Regions from separate parts of the Mus musculus genome. Here region 2 is linked to region 1. The links are chromatin contacts, called in public HiChIP or PLAC-seq maps. All regions are on one chromosome and are shown on one strand. Each heading gives the region's core, a stretch centred on a gene start, on an enhancer-like site or on the middle of the called end of the contact. The rest is flanking DNA. Distances are from core to core; before and after follow the strand shown.

Region 1 (4,998 bases), core at 1,031-3,530:
ATTATTAGAAATCAGAGGGAAAACAGCAACCTTTGGGATCTAGTGTGAGAGGCCAGTGGGGAACTACATCACATTGACAGGTCGTAATGAGTGCATAGAATTTAACAAATAAATATGTTGAAACTTGTCTTTATGTCAGGGACTCAAAGAAGGCTAGCCAGCCTTCACTTGAATGTCTGTATCCGGTCTAGGGTCAGCTTTCCCTAGCAGATGAGATGTAAGAAAGTGGACTCCAGAGAAAGTTGATCATGTTCAAATGAGACTGAAGTGGTAAAAGCCTTCAGTTTTTCATGGCAAAGACAAAAATCAATGTCAAACTAGATATCCTGGAAAATGTACCAATCAGAAAGTAAAAGGGGGATGTCCCCGGGGTCTGAGGTCTGAGGTCTGAGGTCTAGCTGCTTAGAGTTTCCTGCTTAAGAGACCCTCACAAAGAGCGAAGGAGACATAGTCACTTGCTAAATAACAAGCCTCTGAGATTGAGCACCTCCCACTTGGTTCTTCATTCTTGTTTTTATCCTTCTCAATTCATTTCTAAGAGATGAAATATTTTTCCTGCAATTTTACAAGTGTAAAAGGAATTCTGTGAGCTAATCCATGAAAGCAGATACTAAAGTCAAACATTTGCTTAGTTGTCAGAGTGGAGCAACTAAATACTTCTGTGATTAAGAGTTCAGACTCTAGAACAGTCTGATGGCCATGTTCTCTCTGATGCTCTTTAGCTATGAGACTATAAACACGTATTTTGACTTCTCGTGCTGTTCTTACTATTACGTAAAAATGATAGCAATGGTAGCTTTCTCAAAGCACTGTCGAAAATGTCAAATGGCTTAACACAATGTGTTTAGCACTGTGGACAGCACAGAGAGAGAGCCTTCCATACAAAGAGGGAGCCTTTCATACACGAAGCCAATGGTGGTTTGCAAACATCATGACAATATTTCCACCCATTTGTTTTTGTTATGATTGCTTTTGTTACCTGAAATCAAACCTTTCAGAGATGAGTCTTCTCTCCTTCCTATAAACGGCATGATCATGTGATAGTTTAATCAACAGAATGTGATGAAAGAGACCTGGCACCAAGATTAGGGATTTCATTTAAATATCCATTTAGCTCTACTTTCTACTTAGGGAGTCAGCAACCACCCAGATTGTGTGCTATCATCACCATGCAACACAGAGAGCTCAAAAGAGACTGTGAGGCTAGGGCACTAGGCATCAGACATGACTGCCAACAAGCCATCTCTAGCATGCATTCTGGTCATTCTTGAGGCATCTTCTCAATAGAATAGCACCAAAGAACCCAAGAGGAATCCAACAAATTGATAACCAAAAGAGATGAGAGAGAGACAGAGACAGAGAGAGAATCACTTTGAGCTACTGCTTTAGTTTATTATATTTAACAGAACTCAATGCCTAGAACAGATCGTATGTTTATTTTATACATAACAATTACTACACTCGCAAGGCCTATGCTGTTGGATATTAAAGCTCAGTTTTGGGTTTATATAACTTCTTGGATGATGGCGGATCATTCATTCTAGGTGAGAATGGAAATAAATGAACGAATCCTAGTGTGCAAGCAAAGAAGTCCACTAGGTATGTACTGGGATTCGGGAGAACAGAGAGGATCACATGGTTACTCTGTGGACCGGCTGTTGCATGAGCTTTCATGGGGAGATATAAATAAATATCTATTTGTCCCAAATAATGTCACCAGGATGTGACTCTGCACTCATCTCAGCTCCCTGGTCCTTGAGATAGGCACTAAAAGAATTCAGATAAGATGGAGTGCAGTGAGGAATGGAGACATGGTTTACTTCAGAGTAAAGGGATGCACTCTCAAGGAACAGGAGTGAGCAATGGCTAAAGGGATTGTTGCAGAGCAGAGCTCACTCTCAAGGGCCAAGAATGGACAATGTAGTCAAAGAGACTACATTGTGGAGCAGAGAATACCCTCAAAGGGTGAGAGTAGACACTGACCAAACAGACCATTGCGCCACAGTTTAAGCAGGCTTTCATAGTAGTTCTGGAATCTCTAGAACTGGCAGGTTTTCCTGAGGGGCATTTTCCTGTGCAGGTGACTACAGTCCCATTTGGGTTCATTGTTCTTTACCAGAAAGCCTCCAACTAGACAATGATCTTAAGACTTCCAGGCAGTTCAGATAGGCATGTCCCCACCCAGGGCCAGAAATCTCCAGTCTTCTAATCAGTCCTGGTATTTCAGTTCCTTGTCTGATAAGCCTCAGATGGTAGGGGGAGGAAACTATCCCCAGTGACCTTTGAACCCACTAATATCTCTCACCCAACAATAAGGCAGCAAAGTTCAAAGAAATGACTACATCCAAGTCTATCTTGCTGAATCAAAGAGCTTACTGAGGTTGCGTATGGAGTTCAATAGCTGCATTAGCCAACAATCCCACCCAAGCATAAACAATGGCTCAAGGGCTGAATCTTGGGAGTTCCATTGCTTGTTCAACCTTCTATCGCATGAATGTGAAGATGGACGGAGCATTAGGTGGGATTCTGTTGGATTTCTGTCTACCTAGTTCCATAAAGTAGATATTACTGTGTGGTCTTGCTATTTCATTGTTGTGATGGAGGGTCAAGGTGCTGTGCTTCGTGATGGCTTGATGGTTGTGTTAAACCTGGAAGAAATGGCTTTACTGTCACAGGAACAAAAATTGAAGTGAGCGTCTGCTCTAGAAGGGTCATCCTTAAATGAGGTGCAATCTGACTTGAGCCTGTTAACAAACACAAAAGGAGACGAGAGACCGGATGGATGTTCATAAGTAATGAGAGCAGCTGGGGAAGTTCTATCAGGTTTGAATGGAAAGAAGAACACTAAACTGACTGATAATTTGACTTTTGTTCCTTAAAACTGATTCTGAGTAATTGGAGAGATAATTGCTTGACTATTTCTAGTGAATGGTGAAATTTAATTTCCTGTGTCTCTCTATTGATGGGTGCTTTTTTTCCAGGGGTGGGGCGGGCGGGGGTGGCAGTGAACTACAGAGCAAAATGAGGAGAATAGAGGCCTGAATTGGGCTGGTGGCTTTTTAAAGGCCCTACAGAAGGGCTGGCTTTTGATGGCCTGCACCAGGCCTGCACCACTTCCTCGGTGACCGGCTGCAATTACAGGCATTTGTGTCCCCATTGTCACTGTTATTGTTTGCTTGAACAAAAATCCTTTGAAGAATAAAACAATTTCCAGCTTTACATCCATGCGGTTTTGAAGGGTTTTACCCACCAAGATGCAAAAGCGAAGCAAATGAAGAAGAACTGTGAAATGATTTCCCACCATCTTTCACAAGGCCTCGTTTCCTTCCTTTATTTTTTCAAAAACTTTAAGTATTAATTAGTTGTAAGAGACTATGTATTGTTGATGCAAAAAAAAAAAAAAACCCTCAGCTTTTGCCTCAAGGGGAATAAAAGATAGTTTGTTCTAAAGCTAAATGTGGGTGACTGTGGGCTAGGAACATAGATCCTCGAATACAATGTTCCAACATGAAAGCAATGACATGGAATTTTTATGGTAATGGAACAAAGAACATTATAAATCAAGACAATTTTTAAATTCATGGGTGGGAACGTGAGGGAGCTGATATAGCGGGTACGAGGACATCAGCTGCATACCCACAATGTTATCTCATAGCCTCAAATTCTTTAGCCTGATCTTTCATAGTAAATAGGGCTTTGTGATGTCAATACATTCCAAAGGTTTTTATCTGTTTATCAGAATGTCAGGTCTGATACAGAGGTGGGCCAGGGATGGTCTCTTACAGCATAAAATTGCCCCCAAAGAAACTGTAATTAGCCTATGAGATCAGCAACTTTCCAAACTCTGCCTTGTCACTGAAGATTTTATCAACCAGTCAGCCTCGAAGGCAGGGGCTCCTCTTCGGGAGTCCTTGTTTGTCTTGTCAAATCTGCACACACTCTGGGAAAGACTGGAGCAACTGGAATCTGTGAGCTTGCCCTCGATATTAAAGCATCTCCCTTGTTTTAAATGTTTGTAGCCTCCCCTTCTATTTCCTTATTGCGGGGCTTGCTTTCCTTCGTGGAGTTTGGTAAGGGGGTAGGTGTATGACCACATGCGCACACCCTTCTCTCATTCTAGTTTTTCCTGTACTTGTTTCTTTTTTTTTTTCTTTTCTTTTTTCTTTTTTTTCTTTTTTCTTTTTTTTTTTTTTTTTTTTTTGTCACCAGCAGTGTGTATTTCTTAAACTTTTACTCATTTTTAGAGAGACTATGGGCTAAACAGAACAATGCAACATTTCTTTCAGGTTCCAAAATTGAAATTTCACAAAAACATTAGTTTTGCCGACTCACTAGTTACACCAAGTGCTGTTTCTCACTTATCTGTATTCTTCTCATAAGCTCAATGTAACAGTTCTGTTACCCGCACACACACAGGTGACAGAGAGCCGGGGCTTCTGGTACCTTAGCTTGGATTCAGACACTCAGGTAAAGCAGTGCCATCATAGCTTAACATTCTGTACTTTTGCATTTTCCATCTTCTATAAGAACTTACTGTGTGTGCACAGGAGTGTGGTGGATGCGCTTACGAGCAGACATGGGAGAGGGAAGTTGTTCTCCATCACTCTTCCTGCTCCTCCCAGGAAGGATCTACCAACCCTGCCTCTCTTCACTGGGAACTGGGATTACAGATGTGAGCAGGGATCCAGCTTGTTAGTTACAGACACACCTGGCTGAGCCTAAAAGTCAATCCTGGCCTCACCACCCAACCATCTCTCTCTCCAGCTTCCTGTTCTGAAGGGTAAGATTAATACATGTCAGGAGCGCACACACAGGTGGCAAGCTTGAGGACACCCTTCAAATGCCACATTAGCTACAGCATGACTCACCTGGGTAGAGAAAATCGCCATCCAAGCAGGACTGAGCCAACAGAAACAAACCTATCCAAGGCCCTTAAAATTCCTTTAATTTTTTTTTAACTTATTACTAATTTGGTCCATCTGTTGGTTTGTGCAAGTA
Region 2 (4,998 bases), core at 817-3,316, 250 kb before region 1:
CCTGTTTTATAAGAAAGGTAAACTCCTTACTACACGAACCATGTGGAATATTCATTTTTCACAGTCCCTGCTATGGAAACCATCCAATTATGGGAAATTCCTTACTCACGGCATCCATAAGAACTGAACCAGAAAAAAGACACATGGATTGGCAAGGCAGCCAATCCATGAACTAGCAGGATCTTGCTATTGAGCAAAGGCATTGTTGTCAAAGGAAGCTGCTGCTGCTCAAAGCCATAACAGGTGTATATTAAAGGGTACATGCCAAAATGATGAATTACCTGTGATGTGGAGACAAACATAAAGGGCAAGAAGAGCCTTCTGACTGCAAGGGGAAGTTGGATCATCTATGAAATATAAAATGGGGTCACCAAGAAAAAGTGAATGACATCATTTAGGCAGAAAAAGACAGAGACAGTAATTAGTCCTTGGATACCTTGGCATCTAAAAGATTCTTAAACTTCTCCACCTCTGTCTGGTTTTTGTCTATATGTATCTTCACAGCAGACTTTCCACTTGTGGTGGCTGGAATGGGACCCATTACGTTGGAAGCATGATGTTATTGTGCTTTGGACTAAATGCCGTGATAAGGTCTGCTTTCAGTAAGATTGTCCATAAGTGGCCCTTTCTAAGCAACAGCCTTCAGAATTTTACATTCTCATTATTATATTCCTCCACAGGCTTGAGGATAAGATTTTTTGGTTGTTTTTTTTTTTCTTAAATGTTTTGTCCCAAATTAATAGCAGTCTTGATTTCACCTTTCCATGGAAGCAATATAGACTTATTACAGACAATTTGAAAACTATAAAAAATGAGAGTAGGGAAAATATTCCAGACTAGAAACAGCCAGTATTAACATTATAACACACTCTGTCTGATTTGCTTTTTAAAACTATATTTATTCTTAAATTATTTGATTTTTGTTCAACATTACCTCGTGGATATTTCAAAGTATCATAAAATGTTTTCAAGACATTGAGCTGCTGTTGAGTGGCATGGGAATGGAGCACGTGATTTACTCAAACAGTTCTCTATTGAACGTGTAGAGAGAGCAGCATCCATCACTGCCTGCCAGTCTTGGATCCCACAGGATGCCAAGGAAAGAATATCAAGTGACACAGTGGGCCAGGAGCAAAGAAGAGTCTCCACCACCAGCCTTCTTTCAGAGAATCCCAGGTGACTAGTGACTTGTGTTAAGCTCCAGCAAATTTCCCAGAATCCAGTGCTTCAGCTCCCTCATCTCTGAAACAGTAAGCAAAGTCTACTCTGTAGGTTGTGAAAGAATTGAACTGAGTAACATCTGAAAAACAGTCTGCAAAGGTGCCCGACCTGTCAAATCACAATTACATTGTTGTCCTATCAAGAGAACAATGGTCGCTTTCCTATCTTTGGCTTTTAGTGGGCATACCCCTTTAATCAAATCATTGGCTCTATCTTGTTTACTTTAAATGCCTTGCTCACAATGGGAGCAAGAGGGACCTACCTTGATAATGAGTTCAGAGGCTGAAGCGTTTAGAGGCTGTACAGTGTGGTGTGGTGAGAAGTGTCTGGCTGTATTTGTGTTGCTGTGATAAACACCTCAGTGAAAAGATTTAGAAGACAAAAGGTTTTATTTGGTTTACAATCTCATGTAGTTGGTTTGTCATTTCAGGGAAGTCAAATCATCTAGGCACACCTGTACACAAGAGATGAGATCAAATAGGTGTATGCATACTTACTACTCAGTGCACGCCCTCTGCTCCTACTCAGTTCTGATCCATTTTCAGGCTGAGTCTTCCCACATCCATTAACCTATTCAAGACAATTCCTCAGGTGTGCCCACAGACTAATCTGCTCTAGAAAATTCCTCGATGAGACTCTTTCTACACTGTGACAAATGACAATTAAATGTAATCATCATGAAGAATGACTCCTAAAGCTATAAGTGCTAATACCCAATCTGTGAATATGATCTTATTTAGAAAATGGGTTTTACCCAAGTAATTTCATGATAACACCATCCTGGATTTAAAGTGGACCCTGTATCAATAGTAGTTATCCTATGTGATAATAGAGACAAAGATGGAGGCAATGTAGCTACAAGATAAGAAACTCATAGAACCACCAGAAAATAAATGAAGCAAAGAATCATCCTTTCTGAGAGCTTTTGCCAAAAACTCAGCCCTATTATCAACTTCATTTCTGAACTCTGGAACTATAAGAAAATATATCTTTGATTCTTTGTGGTTTGTGGTAATTTATAAGGAAGAATCTAGGAGATGGATCTATACATAGAAAAGGGTCCCTTAGAGAACTCCATGACATGCTCTGCATCTCCAGAGAGGTCCTATTGTAGGGAGGAAGGGAGGTTTTGGCATCACATAGGCAAAAATGGATGAATGGCCATCAGTGTCAGGAGACATACTTGGTGACTACTCTCTCTAGCAGTCTTGCATTTTAGCCCTATGGGTGTTAAAAGGAATCCTTTGCTCTTTGTCGGTCGTCATCCTTCCTTTCTTCCTTTTAGTTGCATGGAATGCAAGAGAGAAGCCCCGGTAACTACAATAAACTTGTTTTGCTTTCATCTTTAAACCCATCTCACATATCTGCTCAGAGGGCAAGAATGAACTTCTTTTTTATGAGGGAATAGATATATTTAACTGTGCACACACCTACCCTCATTTTCCCCGCTTCATGTTCTTGCACCTTGCTCTTAGATGGTTTCGTAAGGTGCCTGCCCTGACATGGGTTCCTGTGATCTCAGCATGGAATGCAGGGCATTTGCCTGGGGCTTAGTATTTGAAACTGTTTTATCTGTGTCTCTAAATGCTTACCCAACTACGTTTCTAATCCATCTCTTGTCTGGGGCTCCCTTAAAACTACCGTCCTCCTTCACCTGCAACTGGAAGTGCACTTCAAACCTCATGGCATTGTACCAGTAAACACTGAACAGTTAGTAACATGACAGCGTGGGTGTGAACTCTCATCCCATAAAATAACTAATAAAACTACAAAAGCAGAGTGATGCTTCATTGTGTCTTTATCCACTGTAGTTTTTATGCAATGGCAATTTTCCATTTGCAGAACTTTGCCTTTCCAAAGTCATCTATGCCTGCAACCTCTCATTATTTTAAAAGGAATGACTGACTTTAGTACTACTTGCTAAGTAAGGACAGTGATTCCATATTCCTAATTAATATCTGTTCAGCTGGATCATAATAACCTGGGAGGTACAAGTGGTAAATTTTAGTGGGTGATTCTTAACCCAGAGCTCTATGTATTAAGAGTTTCCTTAAAACACTCACACATGCACACACACACACACACACACACTCACTCATGCATCTCATGCATATATACAACATGTGCAAATGTACATATGCATATTGATTATATATTCACACATTCAAGTATATATGCACACAGATATGCACATATATAAAAGTATGTGCATATGCATTTATGCACATATGCACACATGTGCATGCACACATGTGCACATAAAGACACATGCATACATATGCAAAGGAGTACACGTGCATATACACACACACATACATGCTCACAATACCAACACACATGTATGTGCACATATACACATACATGTGCATATACATACAGCATACACACAGTTATTAAAGGAAATGTGTGCATCATTTACTTGTAGCCTTGTGTTTTGTGATGATATTAACATAAGTTCTCATAATGAACATCCACTTTCATGATGTTTACTTCTCAGCCCCAAGATAAATGCTTCCTGTATATCTGACCCTCAGTTCTTGAAGATGTGCCTGCACCTAAGTGCCTTGGAGGTGTGCAGGTAACCAACTTTAAAATGGATGCTACTTCAGAGCCCAGGCAAGACTTAAACAAAGATGTGAATGAGGCAAAAGAGAAAGACACCGTGCTGGCTTATCCTATCATTCCTTTCAGGTGGTATGGATACAACAACTTTTAAATGATAAAAGTATCATTCTTCTAACTCATTGTATTGGAAGTATGCAGGATATGTATGAAAAATGGCATATTTAATTGTTTATTTGTGGTTTTTAAATACTCGGCCTATGCTACGAAAGCCTATATTTTCTAGGATGTCCTCAGTATCACAAGGAATAATTTAATTAGCCTAGAATGTAGTAGAATGTCTCATCAAGCAGGATATGGCTTTGGGATTTAGTTCACAGTGGTTCTGAATTTGAGAAAGACCAGTGCTAGTTATCAGGACCTACCTCTTCTTATATGTATGAGACAGAAAACTATTTGGCAGAACATCCATGAAACCAAACAAGTTTATCATGGGTGTCTTAGGCAGAAGTTAGTTTGACTGGACTCAGTGGTCTGTGGAGAACACCAGTGATGGAGACACCAGGAAAGGCTGTGGGAGACATGACTGGGGGTTTTAGTAATTGAAATACAAGAGACATGATTGGCCCCCAAGGTTTTAGTTTTTCTATCCTACAAGTAAAAATGTAAATAAGCCTTCCTCCATAGAAGAAGAAAGCAGGGAGCACCAGAGATCACCACAGAGGAAAAAATGTGTGAGTGAATACAAGAAATGCCTGCAAAGTATGGGCATCAGTTTCCACAACTTCAGAGAAACACCATGGCATGGATATCAAAAGCCCCGGCTTAGGGATGCACCGCTTTGTAGTTAAAACCAACACCCAAGGTCAAGATAGAAGAAAGCTGGTAGCTACCATTGTTGAGGTTAGAACTGGATCAGATCAGAGCAGCAAGGGTCCTGGGAAGGGGAATTGAGGGTTGTACATTTGTGTTTCATCATGTCTAACAGATGGATTCATTGAAAGGGCATATTTTCTTCCACCAGCTCTCTTACCTTTACAAAATCTTAAACCAAGAACTACTTTCAACTTACCAAAGAAACCACACTGTCTAGAAATTTAGTGAAAATACTGGTGACTGGCTAGGATTATCTAGAAAGAAATACTTCCTGAATGACAGAAGGGGGTAATATGATGAGAATAAACCAAATGCATAATTCAAAGGCCAGAATTCAGA

The links. HiChIP or PLAC-seq counts read pairs in DNA pulled down with a chosen protein or histone mark.
Region 2: a contact with region 1 is called in an H3K27ac HiChIP or PLAC-seq map of extraembryonic endoderm stem cells, with 3 times the contacts expected there. The contact joins two enhancer-like sites. A contact is called at or near these places in 3 of 115 datasets of contacts at active chromatin or transcription factors (differentiating embryonic stem cells, extraembryonic endoderm stem cells and trophoblast stem cells).

The regions. Positions count from the first base shown.
Region 1 is chr5:38,847,608-38,852,605 of GRCm38.p6, reverse strand. All of the region lies in intron 2 of Clnk (cytokine-dependent hematopoietic cell linker), which reads left to right. Among named protein-coding and RNA genes, the nearest start is that of Clnk, 27 kb to the left of the region's middle. Within about 2 kb of position 2,280, at least 9 of the 459 cell types and tissues checked have an H3K27ac peak or open chromatin away from gene starts, as enhancers often do. A contact at or near this core is called in extraembryonic endoderm stem cells, where this site is marked.
Region 2 is chr5:39,100,134-39,105,131 of GRCm38.p6, reverse strand. No RefSeq gene overlaps it. Among named protein-coding and RNA genes, the nearest start is that of Gm46937, 21 kb to the right of the region's middle. Within about 2 kb of position 2,066, at least 2 of the 459 cell types and tissues checked have an H3K27ac peak or open chromatin away from gene starts, as enhancers often do. A contact at or near this core is called in extraembryonic endoderm stem cells, where this site is marked.